Regions from separate parts of the Triticum aestivum genome. Here region 2 is linked to region 1. The links are chromatin contacts, called in public Hi-C maps. All regions are on one chromosome and are shown on one strand. The core of a region is the stretch at or near the end of the contact, and the rest is flanking DNA. Distances in the headings are between cores, read along the strand shown. Region 1 holds the start of LOC123110600. Region 2 holds the start of LOC123110601 (probable polyamine transporter At3g19553).

What was found. A called contact is a pair of places that touch in the nucleus more often than the background predicts.
Region 2: a Hi-C map of leaf shows a contact between it and region 1, with 4 times the contacts expected there. The contact joins the promoter of LOC123110601 here to the promoter of LOC123110600 in region 1. A contact is called at or near these places in 2 of 5 Hi-C or Micro-C datasets (both in leaf).

Annotation. Positions count from the first base shown.
Region 1 is chr5B:97,480,433-97,487,143 of IWGSC CS RefSeq v2.1, forward strand. LOC123110600 reads right to left here and starts at 4,130. Exons shown (of 2, transcript XM_044531159.1): 1 at 3,934-4,130; 2 at 2,302-3,646. The coding sequence starts at 3,494. The coding sequence ends at 2,544.
Region 2 is chr5B:97,830,663-97,837,373 of IWGSC CS RefSeq v2.1, forward strand. It overlaps LOC123110601 (probable polyamine transporter At3g19553), which reads right to left and starts at 4,110. Exons shown (of 2, transcript XM_044531160.1): 1 at 3,035-4,110; 2 at 2,174-2,929. The coding sequence starts at 3,996. The coding sequence ends at 2,434.

The DNA of each region.
Region 1 (6,711 bases), core at 2,880-5,379:
TGTGTGAAACGAGTCCGACAGGACAGCAGCGATCTTGTACCGGGCATACTCAGATTCTGAATAGCAGCAGCGACGATCGCCAGATTTAATTCAATCTTGTAACCGGACGAAGCATGCTAGCTGAAAGTACCAGAGTGAAGATCCAGTGCCAACTTCAGATGTAACAGATATGATGCCGTGTATGGGCTGACATATTCCCTTAACTCTTCAACAAGTGTTCATAACTATTTTTTCCCTCAATTTTTGAGGCAGAGTTTTTTTTTTTGGCAAATCGACCTTCTAGAAACAAGGCAAGAAATTATGCAGGAATATTAAGTGCTGCTCAAAAGTGTTCCAGAGGTAGAGGCACCAAATTTGTGTTAAAATGTGCACACTAGAACATTAATGTGCATGCTGCCACAACCGCAAATCCTGATTAGAACACCAAAATATGTAAAAATAAATAAATCAGAATGGTAGATGCATTTGACAACATTTAAACGGTTCAAATGCCTCGACATGGGCAGTAGTTATAGGCTTCCGAAATATGTCATGGGAATAGACAGGTACGTACCAAGAGCAAATTCCATGAGAATAAGTTGCACAACTGACAAAAACTCAAAAAAATTTACTAAGGGCCATAGTAAATTTATTTCAGTTTTTTTCATTAATGTGTACAGTTCATTCTATTCTTCTTTTAGTTTCACACATGGGTTCCCTCCCTCCCTCCCTCCCTCCCTTCCTCCCTCCCTCCCTCCCTCTCTCAAAAAATTTTACTAAGGGCCATAGTAAATTTATTTCAGTTTTTTTCATTACAGTTTTTTTCATTACAGTTTTTTTCATTAATTCTATTCTTCTTTTACCTCCCTCCCTCCCTCCCTCCCTCCCTCCCCTCCCCCCCCCCCCCCCCCCCCCCCCCTCCCTCCCTCCCTCCCTCTCCCTCTCTCCCTCCCTCCCTCTCTCTCTCTCTCTCTCTCATGGATAAGGGCAACTGAGGCTAGCGAGTAATTCAGCTGTTACGATGAAACAGATGTAAAAGAATTAAACCTTCTTCTGAGCTCATCTGGCTATTCACAAGTCGAAACCTTCAGGCAGTTTATCCATTTAATATCCAAATGAAGAGCCAAGAAGGGCCATTTCGCGAAGCATTTCCCAACAATTCAATTTTCGTGAAGAATAGCTAACCCGGCAACAGAACTTCAGGATACCAAGGGCAGCCCATTATTTGTAAGCCTAGCATCAGTTCTTCGGATGGAGAGCAAAATCAAAGGAAGTACTTGTGCAAAGTGAACTTAAAAGTTAACAGTGAGCCATTTCTGCGTCGATGAAATGCCACCGACGGCAAGGGCGCCACTCGGTCGCTGCAGCCCGGGATCCAGGATCCGTATCGGGAACTCAGAGAGAGCAGGTTCAAGACACAGTACAAAACACCTCCCATAATCGCGGAAGTCTCCATAAATACAACTGGGAACCCACTTAAGAACACAGAAAGAAGATCAGCTAAAGGCTAACAATAAACCCAGCAGACACCAAATGAAGAACCATCAGTTTGATCTAGCAAGGAAACAGGCCAGTTATTCAAACATCAGTCGGGAAGAACCAAAGGGAACAAGGGAAGAAGATAGGAGCAGAAAGAATACACAAACGAAGCATTATATCAGGGATTGAAGAGGCGGGAGGGGCAAAAGGCTTAAGTCCCTCAAAACAAGCTGAAGACACAACGGGGAATGCAAGGCAAACAGAAAACGGATGAACACACAAATAGGCAGACGAAGAGAGCCATCACACATTTGCAGGCGAGCTCGGAGCAAAATCGTCGAATGCCGGTGGATAGAAGCCCAAACTGTACGTGGAGTAGCAGCCCATCGGACACTGTAGCTACTCCAAGCAAGGCCAGCGTGGCCGATGGCCCAGCTTGCGACAGCACAGGCGGAGAGCACCGTGAGATCCAAATCAAACGTAAACCCTTTCCAAATCGTTGCGAGGGCTCCTAGTCTACACTGTCAGAACAAATGCTAGTTTGTATTAAAGATAGAAATAGACAGGTCGTGCCAAAATTCAGATACCTATGGAAACTCCGAAGAGGAAGGATAAAAAAAAATCAACTTGGCAGCTAGCAAGAACACTGCTTCCAAGTGCATGGTAAAAGAACAAAGATTATGCACACATGAAAGAAAATAGGGGTGAACAATATTTCTTCAGCAGAGCGAAGCTAACAGGTTCAAATTATCAAACAAAACAGTGACAAACCCAAGCAACGGAACCTGGTTATCAGTACAGGTATGTAAACAATCTGTGAGCAGCGGAAACAAAGTGAAGGTGTATTGGCAGAAACTCTTTATTTTGTGAATAGTCACAAGTAATGAAAGTGAACTGTGATGTATTGAAATTCCATGATGTATCATCCTAACCAAAAACACCCTCAGCCCTATGGCAGTCAAAATCTACTTCACCTCAACCTAACTAGCTGTAGATTTCTACAGCACCAATCTATGGCAAAGGATTGCCTACTCTGCCCAACATAACAACCGATGAAGTTCTATGAGAAAATTGGGTGCTGCCATTTAGCTGTCAAGGTGGGAAGCAATCTTCTCGTATTGCCTGGCGTAGTCACACCCCAGTAACCGAGCATTAGACTGTACAGCTGTGCAGAGATCTACCAGTGAAGCTTGGTAGGAACAGGCTAAATCTGAAGCAGTGGCATTATTCCGCCCACCATTTACAGCAGCAGAGGCACTTCTGTTAGCTTCTGGCATCCTCATTGTCTTTCCCCTTGCTTTTGCAACCCCCAAACAAGACTTCAGCATCTGACTTATGTACACGTTCAGCCCAGAGTTCAGCAGATCAGCACACTCTACGGATATGCTAAGTCCTTCGGCTTTCAGCTTATTCTCAAGTAGCTTCGACAGGTCCTCGCTACCTGGCAATTCACCATTATTATAGCAAATCTCTGAAGGATAAGGTATCGAAGGCTGAGAATTCTGGGCCTTTGGGGGGATTCCCAACGGAGCCCTGATTGGGCTCTGACTCTGCACACATACGGGGCTGCCCCTGGCTTGATCAACCTCCTCACCATCCTCGACGGACACAAACTCCGCGGCCCCTGGATGACCAAGAGGGGACTTTCCGAGTGGACTCGGCTTATCAGCAAACCTCTTGTCACGGTTAGCCACCGGCCGCACTCTCCTTGCTAGCGGCACACCACTGGCCAATGTCCCATTCGTCACAGCGCTAGTCTGTGAATTCCCAGTTGGCGTCTGCCTGCTGGGCGGTGGCCCCAGCGACATATAAGCATTGCCGAGGATTGACTGGACGAGGAAATTGTGAAGCTTGATGTTCTCCTTCCCCAGTGTGGCCACGCAGATCTTGTCAAACTCGCTCTTGCCTAGCTGAAAACTCAGGAACTTCTTGAGGCTATGGAAGTAGAGCTCAGAGCGCTGGTGGCCGAGCTTCCTGACTAGCTGCGACTTGATCTCCGCCGTGTCGACGCGAGCAAGTTTCTTGGAAGGCTGCATCTTGGAACAGCACGAATGTAAAAGGCCCGCGGAGACGATGGTGCTCTGGAAGAGCAAACCCTAGCTGCCACCGAACACCCAGGGGAACTCCAGCAATCCCCCGAGGGCTTCGCCCCAAGAAGTATCCTTTAGGCGAGAATCGTAGCACCCATCTGCGTAATCAGATCAAGAAGCGAAAAGATTAGCACAGAAGTTTGCTACGCAATCAGGTCAGCACAAGGGTTGCTCCGTGATCCAAGAGCTCGCACGGACGCACGGATAGCTTAAGAAATCTAATCCAAAACAATGTTTTCGAGCAAATCCGTACGGGGAATCGCAGACCCGAAGTAAATCCACCTCGAATTTCACAAACTTGACAAAATCCCGGGGCGAACTACCACCGAAAGATGCCAATTTCCCCGAGAATAAATTGGGGGAAGAAGGACGGGAGGAGACTAACCTGGATTGGAGAGGCCGAATCCACGACCCAATATCCAAGAGCGAAATGCGAGCTCACCGATGAGCTGAATCTTGTTTTTGGTTTTGCGGCCGCCGCAATCGGGGAGATATTTTTTTCCCCAATTTTGATCCCTGGTCACGACGAACAGCGCTGTCTCGTGCGCAATTTACAATTTACACCTCCCCGGCGAGCCTTGCTCTGGGCTAATGTCCCGCTGACAGGTGGGCCCTGAAGCGGATGATTGTGCTGCCAGTGTGAGCTGGCGTGGTTGGTTCGGTTGTCGGGGTCAGCCAGCCCCTGCTGGTTCTTGGACTCTTGGTCACACGTGCCGAAATAAAAACTTCCTGCTTTTTTTTGCAATTTTTTTAAATTGTTTGGATTGCTCACCATAAGTGTTGCTTATAAAAAATTTCAGAAAAACATCCTATCTATTCATTTTCAATCATGACAGTACAACGAACACCAGAAATAATATAAATTACATCCAGATCCGTAGGCCACCTAGTAACGACTACAAACACTGAAGCGAGCTGAAGGCGCGCCGCCGTCATCACCCCTCCCTCGCCTGAGCGAGCGAAAACTTGTTGTAGTACACATTCGGGAAGTCGTTTGTGCTAAGGCCCCGCAGGACCAGCGCCAACAGAACATCAACCGTCGCCGATGAAGAGTAACATATATCAGAAGAATCCAACCTGAAAACACACGAGCATACACGAACAACGAACAGATCCGAGCAACTCCACCAAGGACAGATCCACCGGAGACACACCTCCACATGCCCGCCGACGATGCTGGACGCACCACGGGAACGTGGGCTAGGCGAGGTGAACTTTATTCCATCTTCAGGGAGCCACTGTTGTCTCGCCTTTCTAAGTAGGACACAAACAATAACAAATCTCGAAGACACGTCTAAAAACGGAGCCCTCGCACCGTTAAGGGCCGAGATCCACCGCGTTCCCATGACCCTAAGACCACCAGAGACAATGCAGACCAGCGGTGACGCCGGTGGAAGGCAGGGGAACCCTAATTGGGGAGGAGGAGGCGACTTATAATTCATATGAACCAATTTGTGGTTGGAAGGCTAGGTGGACAGTGATATCCCCGGGCAACTAAGGATGAAGTCCTAGATTATATGTGAGTTCATTCAACTTATCCCGTGGTTAAAGTACCTTAACATTTTTATTATTTTGTACGATCTGAAACCAGGATCAAGTTCCACTATCAAGAAGACAACTAAACAAAAATAAAAAATGGCTTCCAGATGTGACAACTAAAGATCAAAGTCCATAGCTAGTTGTCGCCTCTAAGGCTAAATCAGCACTACTAACATGAAAAGAAGCAGACATGGGTTCTAAGAACCTACACAATTCATATAACTAGGCTATATATCTCGCGAAAAGGGGCTAAAAGAAAAGACTGCACCAGCTATCTATTATTCAGAGATTCTTTATCTAATCTTCCCTTATAGGCCCCAGTGTAGCTTGGTCAGTTCCTCGCCCATAGCCTGACGCTTGGGCTCGAAGAATCGGCGGGGCGCCTGTTTGACAGGTTTAGAGCCTTTAATTATATTTAGGTTGCACCAATGCTAGCTTTATGACTGACATAGATGACTATAAATCTCAATCGGGCTATGTTTTCACCCTTAATGGTGGTGCAGGGGTTTGGAAGAGTTTCAAACAAAACATTGTTGCGGATTCTATGACAGAAGCAGAGTATATTGCGGCCGCATAAGTGTCGAAGGAGGAAGTTTGGATCAAGAAGTTTCTTGAAGAAGTTGGTGTTGTCTAAAGTGCAATGAACCTGATGGCACTCTATTGTGGTAATAGTGGTGTTATTGCTTAAGAAACCAAGATCCCACATGAAGACCAGACACATTGAGTGCAAGTATCACATTATCCGACAATATGTCGACAAAGGTTTGGTGAAGATTCTCAAGGTTCACACGGATTTGAATGTATTAGATCCAATGTAACTAGATTATTAACTCTAATGGAAATGGGAGTCTATTGGAAATTTGCCCTAGAGGCAATAATAGTGTATTATTATATTTCTACATTCATAATTAAGAGTTTATATTCTATGTTATAACTGCTATGATCCCGAAATATGTGATTCAGTGGAAAAATCATATGCACGTGTGGAATGATAAACGGTAAAATAAGATTCCAAGTCTCGCCTCTAAAACTAGCTCAAGGTTGTTGATGATCATGTTTTCTAGATCTTAGGATATCATTAAGTGTAAATGATAATACCAAAACAACATTCAGAGTATGAAGTTAGAAGAATGATCATATTGAATCAACCCAAACTTGTTTATTATACTTTGAGATAATATCGTCTGAAGTCAATTATTATAATATGGAGTGTTAACATGTGATTTAGTTCCTTATACCATGAGAGTATCGTAGTCACTTCTTACCGTACGATGAACTCTAGGGTTGCTCAAGCGTCATCAGTAACACGATGATCATAACGACAACTTGCAGGTTCATCAAAAAGTTTGACAAGGGACTAGATAGCTCGAGAGTGGAATTTGCTCCTCCGACGATGGAGAGATATTCTTAGGGCCCTCTCAGCATGAAGACATCTTTCATCCTCTGCTAGACACAGGTGACTATGTCACAGGGATGCCAGAACATGTCAATGAGAAAGAAGAACAAAACCGGTAATAAAGAGATCAGTATAGTGAGCATGTGTATGACTCAAGAGGATATCGATATATCTCACCTCAGGTTTTGTAAGGTATCACGAAGCAAAGGGTCACCAAAGCTTCATTCG
Region 2 (6,711 bases), core at 2,860-5,359, 350 kb after region 1:
GACTAGTGCACGTGCGCACTGTGGCCTTTTGGCCGCGACGTGCTCGTGCTTGCTGCGGTGGCTCTGGCGTTAGCGAGCGCCAGGGAGCGGTCAAGGGTGATGGGTCGATGCTTGTGGTGCAGTGTGGCAGTCGGAGGCGAGCGCCGGATCGAGCACGCGCGGAACAGAGTGCAAGGCGCCAGCCAGACCGCGCCGAGACGCATGCCAGGCACCGTGTCCACGCGCGGTCACTAGGCTGGCATGGTCAAAACAACGCCCAGGAGCGGCCAAACCTTGTCTACGCTCTCGACCGTGCAGTGTTTAGTCTAGGGGGTTGATGGCTCATGCCCAGGCCGACCAGATTAGACTTCACTAAGCTGACAAGTTTCTGTACAGAAACTTGGCCGCCAAGTTTGGCCACCTTCTAGAAGGCCATTAGGGCTAATCTCCTGGGGTTTAGGGTTTCTTAGGAGGGTGTTTAAGCTCAAGAAAGATCAAGGCTAAAAGCTCAAGGAAAAATGTACTTGCTGTACAAAGTGCATTTCTGGTCCAGAAGTGAAAAGATTTTCTACAGCAAAAATATTGCAAAAAGTGATGCAATATTTTTACATGGGAAGTTGTGCCACGGTTCTGAGAATATTTGGGATTTATCTCAGATTTTTCTGAGCAAAAAAAATTGAGGTTGCTTTGGAGCACAAGATTCCGAAGTGAGTTTCAGAGAGGGAAATGAATATTTTTCTTTTATTAAAGATATTCATTTGATTATTGTGAGGTTTGACCAGAGGAATAAAGAAGATAGGTCACTTGGGTGAAAGCCAAGGATATGCCCAAGTGACAAGTCCAATTGAAATGATTCAAACTCCAATTCAAATCAGGGCAAAAACCACGATAAAACCAAGTCCGGAAAGAGAGAGAAGGCAAGTCCGAAAAAAAAGAGAAGGCAAAAATCCAGGCTGTCACATAGGGCTACCGCATGTTCTTTCACAGTGTTTGACACTGAACCATGCTACAAGCAGGGTCCTCTTGTCCAAGTTGATCACCAGCTACCGGCAACCTGGACTGCCTACCTCAATATGCGTCATTAGATCCGAGATCCATAGGTGCATCAACAACTTCAGCAAGATCTGGTGAAGCACCTATGAAGGATCAAGGGCGACGCCTAGTTCGACGTGTGATGAAATATGTGTTTTTATTTGTTGAACTATATAATTTCTATTGAATTATTTGATTTCTATTTATTTTCTGTGATGAACTATGTGATAAAAATATTATTTATGTTGAGAACTCACGACGAACCACGCCGAATATGAGCCGATTCGCGCCGATATCGGGCCTTTTCGCTGAAAATGGACCGAAAAATGGGCCGACATCGACGCCTGGAGGCGACCTGGGGCGACGGCTGGGTGCCCAACCGCCCCAGAACCGATTATACCGCCGGCTCGCTCCCAGGCGGCAATTTTTATGCCTTCTCCGGGCCAACGGCTGGAGATGCTCTAAAAAAAAGATAGGAATGGTGAGCAGTGCAGTCTGGTCGATCAGTCGTACAAAAGATTCGTCATAGCAGTACTTTACTCAAGAGCCAAGCTGACCGCATCACAATCTATCCGCACTTTGCCGAAGAAACACAACTCCTGCTCACTCAAACAAATTGAGCCTACTGCTACTCGGCGTTGCACACAAAGTTATACTAGGAGACAAAAGTGCAAGGGGAGGGGTTCCGCTTGCAATCGCTTCCGTATTTGATTCAGCATTTCAGCGGAAAGGAATAGACAGTGTTGATCCCGTCCAAGAGGACGACTTATTTGAGCCCTCTCACCCCGCGCGGCACGTTTCTGTCCACTCTCCAGCAAGCCGATGGTGACATGCATCTACACTAGTCCATCATCTGATCCAGTTAGTTGGCAGTGGAATTCCTATGTTTCCATATGCACGAGTCACGTGTGTAGTATAGTGAGCTGCCTTTGTCGCGCATTACACATCACAGCATCCATTTCAGAACGCTTTCATTCTCGTATGTATATAAAGAAGAAGTTTTCATTCTCATTATATTTTTTGCTGTGATGTGGATCAGTTAGAAAAAGACTGACATGACTTCTTCAAGCTGGCTCTGAAATACAGCAAAACGGAACATGTTTGCTGTCGTTGAGTCTTGCAGAGTATATATGTGCTGCACTTTAAATGGAACCTGACTATATTTCAGTTCAGTCAATCAACCCATAGTGCTCTGCATCCAGATCCAGAGCTCAAATTCTTGCAATGAATCCCAAACATGAAGCAACTACAGTTTTCACCATGACAACTCGGGGATTTACAAAACTCAACTAACTGTGGTATGAATGAATTGATTATTGGTGTATGACAAATAAACCCATTTACTGAACCTACTGTACAACAACTGTACTAGGTACGTATGTGTGGAGGTACAAATTGCGACCGCCTCTCCGCGAGCGCGCGCTACTCAGCCTTGCTGGCCACTTCCTCCTCCTGGGCGGGGGGCACGGCGGCGGGGAGGAGGACGGCGCGAACATCCTCGACGTCGTCGTCGGACGACGATCCGTGGAAGCTGTCGGACGGCACGGGCGTCAAGAACTCGACCAAGCCGCTGCGCTTGAGACGTTCGACGCCGAAGTACATGGCGACCCCGACGGCGAGCACGATGATGTTGACGACGATGGTCGTGGCCGACGCGAGGCACATGACGGTGCCGATGAGCAACACGGGCGGGACGCACATGACGGCTGCCCCCACGGAGCCGAGCGGGATCCGGTACGGCCGGGGCAGGTCCGGGTCCTTGAAACGCAGCTTGACGAACGCCGCGAACACGGCGAGCATGCCGAGCCCGTAGAGGAAGTTGAGGAGCTCGATGATCTCCTGGAAGCTCATGAAGGAGAGGACCACCACCCCCGTCGCCGAGCAGAGGATGCTGTACGTGGGCGTTCCGTGTCGCGATCTGCGTGTAAGACGATGCATCGCGGGAAGATGAGACATGTTTTTATGGTTTCTTCTTGGCGGGAAGATTAGATTTCGACTTCGGATTCAGATTCGAGTTCATCACCTCCGGGCGAAGATGGCGGGGATCATGCCCATCTCGGCCATGCCGAGGAGCTGGAAGGAGTCGCTGCTCATCTCGGCTTCGAAGAGCCCCATGTTTGACATGGCCGCCGCGGCCTGGATCCACACGCGCAGCCAGGGCCCGCCGATCCTCTGCCCGACCTCGGAGAAGAACCCGTCCGTCCACTCGGCCGCGGTCTCCGATGGCAGCGCGCCGGTGCCGGCCAGGAGCGGGATGAGGTACGCGCCGACGACGAGCGCCACGGCGCCGAACACCGCCTTGGGGAACGTCTTCCTCGGCTCATCAACCTCGCCGGCGAGCGTGCTCGCCTTGTCCCAGTAGTTGAGGTTCCAGAACATGGAGTTGAAGTACCCGCGCGGGTCGATGGCCTTGGGGTTGACGGCGAGCCAGCGGGAAGGGCGGATCTTGGGGATGGCTAGCACGGTGAGCGCGACGAACGGGGACAGGGAGAAGGCGGTGAGGAAAAGCGCGGACAGGCCGACGAGGTGGAGGCCGCGGAAATTGAGGTAGGTGAGCGCGGTGGTGAGGCCGAGCACGGCGAGAGAGCGGATCGGTGGCGCGAGGGCGAGCCCGCTGGAGCGGAGGTAGTCGAGGAAGAGCACCGGGTAGAGCGCGTTGTCGAGGGTGCCGGAGGCCCACTTGGAGAAGCCGACGAGGAAGGCGACCGTGGGGCCGAACGCGGCGGAGACCCAGGCGACGTAGCCAGCGTTGGTGGGGAAGGCGGAGGCGAGCTCGGCGGTGATGAGGGCCTCAGGGAGCGACCAAAGGACCGGGAGGATGAGGAAGCCGAGGAGCGGGAGCAGCGCGCCGCCGCCAGCGCGGACAGAGTCCTCGATGCCGAACGGCCCGCCCGAGACGTCGTAGAAGATGAGCGCGACGAGGGGGAGCACCGTCAGGGGGCGCCGCCTCGGCGCGGGGACGTCCTCTCCGCCTCCGCCGGTCATCGGGTCAACGGCTGCGCGCCACCGCCCCCGCCGCCGCGGGCGACGAGAGAGACGGATCAGGGGATTGGTCTGGTGAGGTGTGGAAGTATGGAAAAGAAATGGTCGTTGTGTTGGGAGGAAGCTGCGGGAGATATTATCGGGTGATTTGGGCATGGCAACTGGCAAGGCGGGCCCAGGGTTCTGGTCATGATTCTGTATTCCAGTTAGACAGGATCCGCACGTGCTCGCACGCATCTCGGTGTATAGCTTTTTCTAATTCTAACGGAATGTCAGTGTATAGTTTTTTTATAGCAATGTCAGTGTATAGCCATTAAGCTTATTTTCTAGGACTTCCAACCATTAAATATTCATATATAATTTAGAAAAAATAGGTATAATTTATTTGCGCCATATAATTGATGATCCAAGAAATATGTGTAATAATATGACAAAAATTTCAGAAAAATAGACTATACATGTTTATGCCATAATCATACATGTTAAGAACTTGGAAATATCCTATTTAGGGCCAAACATGTTTAAACCCATTCGATTTATGTCTTGAAGTTTGGAATTGCTATAAATTGACCAATTCCACCTCAATTAAGTCGATGCCTCGCTTAGGAAACATGGTGGAACTAATTTGGTGATCTAATTGCCGACCAACATCACAAATGTGCAGTAACCCATTCATGTAGTCACATCAAATGTTTTGCCTTTATTCTATGCTGCACAAGCATCAAATCTTCCTTGAACCTGAATTTTCAACATCGTAATTACACTTGGCAATTTCTCGCCATTTCGTTGAGTCCAAATTCTCGAACATCCTTGGATAATAATATCCAAAGCTATTCCTTTAGGAAGTGAAGAGTGTATGAGCATGATATCATGAAAACTTGATATGCCATGTTTTCCAATGGAAAAAAATGTTGTTCCAGTAGTCTTGAGCAAAATTGCAGTCCCAAAAAAGATGTCTCAAGGTTTCTTCAACGTTCTCATTGCAGAAGACACATTCATAGCAATCTAGGTGCATGTTTTTTCTCTTAAGCAGATTCCTGGTGTTAACTCTATCATGAAGCAACAACCAGGAAAATGTTTTATGTCTGAGGCTATTGGTTGTCTTCTAGGTCCATTCGAATAGATGATTCTCCTCAGTCCTATAGAAGATGGAATGGTACATCTTGATGGATGAGTAGTGTTTGTTTTACCTAATTCCTTTACAAGTATCTTTCCTTTGTGTAGACCAGCGTGCTTCTACTAGCCTTTGCAATTCAATCAACTGGCCATGTGCTTGCTCAGATAGAGGGGTATGTAACAGTTGATGAGGGTCTTCCACTAATATCCAGGAGGCTACATATTGCAGATCATTTTTGACAAAAGAGTGAAGATCTCTGAATTTACTGGCTAAAGGAATATCAAGCCAGTTGTCAAGCCATAATAGTATGGATTGACCATTCCCCAAATTGCATTGATATTTGCTTTTGAACATAGGAATGAGCTTCCACTTCAATTAAATTGTTTCTTGCTGCATTGATCAATTCATCAACTTAACATGTCATGACATACATTTGGATGAGCATTGTGATGTACGGAATGTTGTCCCCTATCTTGTCAGTTTGCTTCTTCCCCATAGAAGCTGAAAACGGAGTGGAGTTTGACAACATCCTTGAAGAGCCGCCAGGGTAGCTTGGGCCTCAAGATGATCTCCTAGGCACCTTCATATTCCTCGGGCTTGCCTCCTCTTGTCAGCCTCGTGGAAGGTCTCTCGGGAACTTAGTGAAAGTGCAACTAATCCCTGGGTGGTGTTGGTAATTAATAATAACATATATGTCATTGAACTAATGCCTACTTAAAGAAATAGTTCGGGAAATTTCAATGTTGGCATGACAAGGACATGTGGATGTGGACCCCTCAAAATGCTAAGAAGAACATATTGGCAAAAGCTCCAAGACTTCATTTTGGTTAAGTGATCCAAGATCACATTGAGTCAATACTATTAAAAGGGATGCAGTTTTAATCATGACTTAGTTGCTCAAGTGCTTGAAGATATTTCTCCAAAACCCTCAACCACTTTCCCACATTCCATCCTGTCAAACTCTAAATATCTAAGTCGGTCCCACCGATACATAGTTCAACCTAGACAGAGCCACAACCAAACCCTAGAAACTCAATTCCACCGAGATGGCATTTGGTCCCACCGAAGTGCAGTGGCCAAGTTTCTGTAACCCATCGACTTCATTTTGGAATTACCAAGTTGAAATGATCGAAACTACCGAGATGAGGTTCCGCTTAGGTCATCGCTAATCGAAGCCACCGAGTGGATTCATTCGGTCTCACCGAAATGCCTAACGTTTGAATCTTTTGCACTGTTCGGTTCCACCAAGATTCCATTTCGGTACCACCGAGTTGTGTACAAAGTTTGTAACAATTGGATTTTTAGTGTTGGCCATAAATACCCATCCAACCCCACATACTCTCAAAGAGAGCCATCGGAATGAAACTACACTTCCACCATTCATTTTCTGGGAGAGAATCACCTACTCATGTGTTGAGATCAAGGCATTCCAATCCAACCATTTGAACCTTGATTTCTAGCCTCCTCAAGTTGCTTTCCACTCCAATCCTTCTCCTACCCAAGCCAAATCTTTGAGAGAGTGATTGAGTGTTGAGGAGACTATCTTTTGAAGCACAAGAGCAAGGAGTTCATCGTCAACACACCATCTATTATCTTTTGGA